2 separate regions of the Drosophila melanogaster genome follow, and region 2 is linked to region 1. A link is a contact called in public Hi-C data. All regions are on one chromosome and are shown on one strand. Each heading gives the region's core, a stretch centred on a gene start, on an enhancer-like site or on the middle of the called end of the contact. The rest is flanking DNA. Distances are from core to core; before and after follow the strand shown.

Region 1 (3,882 bases), core at 914-3,413:
CGGCATTAGCTTAGTCGCTGATACTATACTTTAGCGACTGCGTAATTCAACTCACCAGCACGTCGTATTTTCCGGGGTTCTGGACCATGTTCAGGCACACCGTATCCAGATACTTCTCTTCGAACTGGATTTCTGGGAACTTCTGGGCCATGTCGCGGACGCAGCGCAGGAAGAGACCATCGGACATGCGCCTGTGAGAAATGGTAGGAAAATAGCATTAGTTTCACAACAACAAAAAAGAGTAGCTCTCGTGGCCAACTTACATAATGTTCGCCTTGTGCACCACGGTGACCTTCTTGCGGTTGTTGTTCTTGGCGTACTGGAAGGCGTACTCGGCCACACGCTTGGAGGCTTCCTCGGTGATCAGCTTGATGCTCTGAACGACGCCGTCGACGATCTCGTGCTCGATGCCGGAGTACTCGCCCTCGGTGTTCTCACGGATGGTGACCACGTCCACATCGTCGTACAGCGTCTTGTAGCCCTCGAGACTGCGGCAGGGACGCACGTTGGCGTACAGATTGAACTCCTTGCGCAGGGCCAGATTCAGAGACCGATGGCCCTTGCCGACGGGCGTCATCAGAGGACCCTTCAGGCCGATCTTGTTCGTGTTCACCGAGTCAATGGCGGCCTGTGGGATGCCGAACTTTCCGTCGGGTCCCTGTTAACATGTCACGCACAAATGAAATAAGAAGTAAATAAATAAAGCTAGCTCGCAAATTGTTTTATATATGTGTCGTCTTCTCCGACATATGTATGCATTTTTTTTTTGGCTTTTAACAGAGCAAATTAATATTTGGCGAAAATATTGCATGGATTCGTATCCATTGATTTGGCATTTATATCGAATATATGGCAATGGAATGTTAACTAGAGCCTGGTTGTATTTCAAATTTACCGCCCAGACGACCGTAGTTGCCACCTGTTGTCAAACGGCCACGCGCTTCGAAGGCGATGGCGCTCAACTTGGATTTGAAATGTCAAGTTGAACCACTAACTCTGGCTGGGATTACGACACTTACCCGGACGGGGGTCACGTCCACGGCCTCCCACTCGATGGGGACATTGGCGGCGGTGAAGATTTTCTGCACGGCCGCAGAGATCTCAGGTCCGATGCCATCGCCAGGGATGAGGGTGACTTTCTTGGTGCCGGAGGAGTAGGACCGGCTGGCGGCGGGAGTCGCGTTGACCTGGAAAATAGCAAGACCATAGGCGGGTTACAGAGTGATCTACAGAAATGGTGGCGAGAAAACGCATAGATGGGCAGCAGCAACAGCAGCAGCATCTAGCGGGATTACATAAGTGCCCATGCCAAACAAAAATCCCGTCCGCCCTACCCCCCGTGCCAAACAGTTCGTCGCGTTGAGGTTAGAGTGCACAAATGATTCCCACGGCGCTGATAAGGCCGCAAATCAGGGCCCAATCTCGGTAACTGATTTTTTCCCGCCTCTCGAGTAGGGGGTGGGATTTTCGAGGGTCCGAACCACCCGCCCTGCCCGCCGTTATCGATATCTCGGCCACGCAACGAGGGAGCGAGAGAGAGAGTGTTATGTAAAGTGAATGCGAATTCTAATGCTGTGCTCTTTTCGTTTTCGCCGGACGGACAGCTGATGTCCTGGCGAAGGAGGTGGTGGCCCCCACTGCGGATCCCGGATGGTTCCGTCGCTGCCGCCGCTGTTATGGAACCAACCTGGCTCACTGCTGGCGTCGCAGTCACCGCCGGAGCATCACGCGCTGCAATCAAACCCAGTTGATTGAGCTGCAAGTGTTTTGCGTAATGTGTTGTTGTCGTTGGGAATCGCGGAATCGCAGATCATTGCATCGGTGGTTTGCAGGGTTGGTTAGCGGGCGTGGAGTTGGAGGGCAGGAGCGTCGGACGAGAAACAAAATCGCAATGTTAGTGGTAGTTGGCCAGTACTTTTTGGCCAGCACGTAATCAACTGCTGTCCTGCAGAATTGGTTTGGTCGCTGTATGGTGGGGTTAAGAGGCGCGACGCGGGGCGGGTCAAGTCGCTTAAGCCTAAACGGGTCTTACAATTTTCTGTATGAATCTAGCAGCCATTGCGTTGGATCGGTTTTTGCACTGATTCCTGCCGTATATTATATAGAAAAAAGTCTGTCTTTTTAGTCTGCGCCCGCCGTAGTCGCCACCTTGCGGAAAACTGGCGAATCTGCGGTATATCGGTCGATAGGCATGCGGGGGCAGCGTCGTTGCCACCTGGACTGCGCTCAGATGGGGGTGGAATTACAAATCACCCATATCCCCGTATTTGTATGCTCTCGCTTGCATCAGTCACATAATTGCTGTACGAGCATCATATGTATGGCGTAAAACCACATTAAAGTTGGCTGTGAATAAACAGATGTCGAATATCGATGTCGTCTGCCCGAAATTCAGTACAGCCTGCCGTGTGGCATCCCTGTACAGGGCAAAAGCGAAATATCGGAGCGGCCTAATCGATAGTTTGTGTATCCCTTGCAACCGTGGCTGCTACAGCCACAGTTTAAATTAATTTGAGCATTCGCTCAGTTTTCTGACGTATATTCTAGAAAAAGTGCTGAGAGTGTCCATCAAAAAGGGGCAAGCGAAGCCGTTTCTCGATCTCCAACGAAAACGGGGATAGGATAATCCAAGGGGCCGCCTGTCGAGAAGCCAGGCGAGGGCAAAAAATCGGATCAACCGACAGACAAAGCTGAACTGCGGTCGTCGGCGACAAAGTGCGCTGTGCCCACGGACGACCAGAGAGAATCGGTACGCGAGTGAGTTTTTTTTTCCGCGTTTCAGTTTGGATTTCAGTTACCTGCGCGCAACAACTCCACTGACCAGCCGTTCGCAGCGTTCCGTATCTGGAGTTTCTGGCCAAGAGTACTCCTTTCCAAGTAGCCCCAGCTCCGCGTCCGGCAGGCCGTACTGCGTAAGCGGGCGAAAACGGTACGTGCAGTGAGATCCGTGTGGCAGCGTCTTCGGTTGTGTGCTTGTGGGGCACCAGAGTACCAGGTAGGCGTCCTCCGAGTCCCTCCGTGTCCCTCCGTCCAGCCAGATTCGGATTCCTGCATTCAAATCCAAATGCATTGCCGTTTCCAAACTCAGCTGGCTTGGCCCTCACCCATACACCTATACACGCGTCGCTAGCACACGCAATACACGCGCATACGCTCACACGGACGCACGCACACTTATGAATGTATCTGTTTGACAGCGCACTTCTGCGCTCGTTGCGGGAAAAGTGCCTCTTGCCAAGCGCACACTCTCGCCAAACGCGGTGCAGAGTTTCTATTTGCTGGATTTTTCAGCCGGAGAGCAGAGTACGGCTGTCATCCGTGTCCGAATCAGTCGTTAACACATGTCCCCACTGTTCTTGCAGCTCCGCAGTGCTCGTGTTCGCTAGTGCTCGTGTTTAGCCAAAACTAGCACCCTGGAGAAGCATAACAAGCGCGCCCAGCTCATCCGGGACAAGATGGTGTTGGCGGAGCGCAACACCACGGATGTGGTGCGCAACGGGCGCCGTTCGCGCGGCCCCAGTCCCAATACGCACACCACGGGCGGCGTCACCAACAGCGCCAGCCTCGTGGGCAGCGGCAACAACAGCGGCCACTCCGGGAACGCCAATGCGAACGAGAAGACCACCACAGCTGTGCCAGGTGCAGGCACGCCGGAGAGCTCCGACGACGACAACTGTAAGTGAAACGCCCCGGAATTACCTTCCTGCCACTTCAGCCCACTTATCTGTACCGTCTCCCTTTTCCAGCCACCAAACGGAACGGCAAGAGCAAGGCCAAGCAGTCTGAGTACGAAGGTGAGTACCTGTAGTCTTTTTCCGCACGATGTGGTCTTTAAACAAATTTTCATTTCATAGAGAAAATCCGCGTTGGACGCGACTACCA
Region 2 (3,882 bases), core at 945-3,444, 76 kb after region 1:
TTGGCTTGTAATAATTTACGCTTCGAATTTCGAATTTAAAGTGAACGGGTAATATCTTTTATCTTATACAACTTATACAACGAACATAATGAATCTACGTAGCTTTTTTATAGTTAGATGCACATTACTGGTGGCGAAGTGAAACGCATTTCGGATAAGTTTCGAATGCTGAGTTCCCTATAAAAAACAATCGCAGAACTTGATGAAATAGAAGCCAAAGTGACTGAAAACTATGAAAGTATGAACTATTCAGGCACTGGTTCCAAAACGGGTATCAATTCATGCATAAATTGTAACGTGTAACGAAATAAGTTTATGGACAAGGGCAAGGGAGAAACCTGTACTTGCGGGTGCACGCTTTAAAGTCCGGCTCTAGCTCATGGTGTGGCGGTCTTGCTTGTACAAATACCTTTTCCCTACAGGCATTAATAATTAAAATCAAGAATTGAGCGTGCTTTCAACAACGGAATAGAGGAGCTAGTATACAAAATCGGAGGAAGAAAATTAATATTTTCGAAAGGAGGAGGAAGTTCTAGAACAGGAGGAATAGCTTAAGAATTGGTTGCCTGCGCAACACAGGTTTAATTATGTTCGCGGATTGCCCTATGCTATCTATGACCACTTTCATTAAAGGCATGGCTCTAGCGGCCCCTTTGGTACCCTATGTCCGATGAAACATCAGCCGAGTTCAGTATTTAAGTTTTTAGAAATTCATTTTTTTATTGCATTCATGGTGGTAACTAATAATTAATAGCAATATTTATAAGTAATAATAGGTAAGTAATAAATTAAATAAGTAAATAAATGAATGCAAACTAAAGTAAGATGAGGAAATATAAGGCAGTAGGTGTTAGTTTTTGCCGTAAATTCAAGAAAAATTTTATAAAAGGTATTCAAGAAAATTGTCATTAAATGGATGCGACACAGGTTGCTAAATATATTTTAGAGGAGAACCAAATTATTTATTTAAATTATCCCATAAACTTATGGTAACTTATGGTAAAGCCTTCTAATATATGATTTAAAAATATAACCTAATTTTTCTCAGTGCAGAATGGCGGTTCGGAGATTTTGAATTTTTCCGATGTAGGTTTAGGTCAGGAAGGGTTCATCCAGCATTATTTTATATACTATGTACATATATATTTCAAATTTGTATATGTTCACTTCATCAGGAACTTCTCACTGTGTAACCTAACTTAACCCAACTGTGCGCTTAACCTAACTGTACGGTTCTATTTTAATTAATACATTTTCTGTGTGCTGCTTCTTATCCTCTTCGGAATTTTCGATGGGAAAAAGTTAGAACCTTCGCGTCTACTAACAGATTACTTTTCGCCCCGATATCCACTAACCTGTGGCTGCCCCAGTCGAAACTTGGGGTCTGGGCGGTGGCGCCCATTATCCTGCTGCATAATAATGCTAATTCCTAAAGTTTGTCTATCCCGGGAGCTGTATTGTTTTACAGCTTTAGTGTTAAACCTACAGATTCTCAGAGAACAGATGGCTACTCATTCGTTGACTAGAAGGGAGGGCGGAGGGCCTTTGCTGAGAGACTCTCAAAATTGAAAGTTTTACCTGGTTCGTCGTAAAACTTTTTTTGTTTTGAGTTCAAATTAATGTTTTATAAATGAAATAATAAATAACTAAATAATAATAATAAATAAATAATAAATAAATAAGCTTATATAATAAGATCCATTTTAATTGTTTTTTCATAAAACAAAATGAGTGATTTTTTTTATAATTACAAATGAAACACTTGAATTACCGAAACAAAAACGCTTAACTGTGCCATCACTAATACTTATTGGCAATAAATAAGTGCGATTTTATGACAACAAAGACGTATCGATAAGATGCATGTGCAAAATGCGGTGTGTGTATTAACTTAATACTTGGCCTAAGGCTTATCGATAAGGATATCGATACTAAAAAGTCCGGCACCATTGTCGCTATCGAATGCCCAAGTATACAAGACAAGCTATGAGAACGAATATAAGGTGGTCAGTTTTAAGTAATTCAAAAAATTCTAAGTCAAAATGTGTCGCAAGTGTAGTTACTTGATTTAATCGCGAAATTTACTCGTGGATTATGTCTTAAGATAATATCGATATATTGCCGGCGTCATCGATTGCTGACACATATCGAAAGGTCCGGCCACACTGCTCACCGTCTTCTTCTTGTCATCCCTTCCGTTTCCCTTTCTTTTCGTCTTCACGTTTCCGGTGAGTGCGTGTGCTCCGCGAATTTTTAAGCAAAACTCCCTATTAAATACCTCCAATTCTCTTTTTTACTTGCAGCGGGAGTATTACGATACGTTCGCGTTCGTGTAACTTTGTGTTTGCAAATCAATCCAGGTAATTGTCGCCGAAAACCCCCATTTTCAAGCGGCCGCACCGGGAAAATATGCGCCCAATGTTGTTCCCGAATGCATGTGTACATTTTTTTTTTGTGTGGACAAAGAAGCGAGTCTTTCAGACTCAATAAACAATGTGTGAATTGGATACCACATGGATGATCTGTAGATATATCCTGGCAATGAACCGAATCTAATTGCTATTTTTTTTTTTTGTTGTTTGTGCAGAATGTTTATGCCAAAGGCCCATCGTGTCGCGATCTACGAGTACCTCTTCAAGGAGGGCGTGATCGTGGCCAAGAAGGATTTCCATGCCCAGAAGCACCCGGAACTGGAGTCGATCCCCAACTTGCACGTGATCAAGGCGATGCAGTCGCTCCACTCGCGCGGACTGGTTAAGGAGCAGTTCGCCTGGCGCCACTACTACTGGTACCTCACCAACGAGGGAATCGAGGAGCTGCGCAGCTACCTCCACCTGCCGCCCGAGATCGTGCCCTCGACGCTGAAGCGCCCTGCCCGCTCGGAGACCGTCCGTCCCCGTCCCGCCGTTGGCGGCCCACGCGGACCCGGTGACGCCTCCAAGACCGGAGAGGATCGCTCCGCCTACCGACGTGCTCCCGGCGGCAGCGGAGTGGACAAGAAGGGCGATGTTGGACCCGGTGCCGGAGAGGTCGAGTTCCGTGGCGGATTCGGACGCGGATCGCGCAACTAAACAACCCAGGCGCTTCAGTTTTTTTTTCTAATGTATAAAAAATTACTCAGTAAAATGTTCAACTGAAGATCCATACCCTTAACAATAGAAGAAACCAACATCTGAAAAATGTGTGTGTGTTTTATGATATGACGATCAATTATAAAGCAAACGCAAGTGAAATTCCGTGCTCCCCTCTATTTTTTTTTTTTGTTTTGTTTTTGTTGTTTGGTCCAGTGATTGTGGTGTGCAAATCGGACGTGGATTCAGATCCCAAGCGTGGCTAAATAGTATAGTAAACCCGATGCCCGGCCAAACTGAAACTGCTAACCCAACACATTTTTGCAAGAAGCTCTTCAGATAACTTTAGAAGTAGGATTTTGCAGATAATTCAGTTTATTTTGCGAGGTTCTGTCGAGAGGAAAGAAGGAATTCTAGCGTAAATACGTTTTTTTGAATACAATACATGCATTCAATTTTGGTAATTTCAAAAGATTGTTGTATATAGATTTGGATATTTGTCGATTTGTAGCTCTTTATTATAAAAATATGTGCAGAAATTCATCGCATTCGTTTATAGCTGTGTGCCAAAACATAGTAGACTTGGGTTGGAATAAACCAGTTGGCTCGAAATACTACATTCAAATATTTAAATAACATTAGAATCCAATTGCTCATAACAAAAACGGCATGAATTGCAAGGACATAGATTAAATTTGATTTACCATCAAAGGAAATGGTATATTTTCTAAACGATAAGCCAAAATCTTCGTATGTGGAGGAACGTAACTTAAATGCTCAATTTCGTTTTATTTGTTCACGCTACTTAAAC

What was found. A called contact is a pair of places that touch in the nucleus more often than the background predicts.
Region 2: a contact with region 1 is called in a Hi-C map of the Kc167 cell line, with 5 times the contacts expected there. The contact joins the promoter of RpS10b here to the promoter of Idh3a in region 1. A contact is called at or near these places in 16 of 107 Hi-C or Micro-C datasets (the D17-c3 cell line, the Kc167 cell line, the ML-DmBG3-c2 cell line and 4 more).

What each region holds. Positions count from the first base shown.
Region 1 is chrX:19,519,641-19,523,522 of dm6, forward strand. Idh3a (Isocitrate dehydrogenase 3a) reads right to left here and starts at 2,164. Exons shown (of 5, transcript NM_167657.3): 1 at 2,033-2,164; 2 at 1,020-1,187; 3 at 264-658; 4 at 56-191. The coding sequence starts at 2,059. It overlaps CoRest (CoRest,), which reads left to right and starts at 2,459. Exons shown (of 11, transcript NM_001201742.3): 1 at 2,459-2,749; 2 at 3,363-3,675; 3 at 3,747-3,794; 4 at 3,855-3,882. The coding sequence starts at 3,456.
Region 2 is chrX:19,595,846-19,599,727 of dm6, forward strand. It overlaps RpS10b (Ribosomal protein S10b), which reads left to right and starts at 2,195. Exons shown (of 3, transcript NM_134480.4): 1 at 2,195-2,232; 2 at 2,304-2,360; 3 at 2,588-3,882. The coding sequence starts at 2,589. The coding sequence ends at 3,071.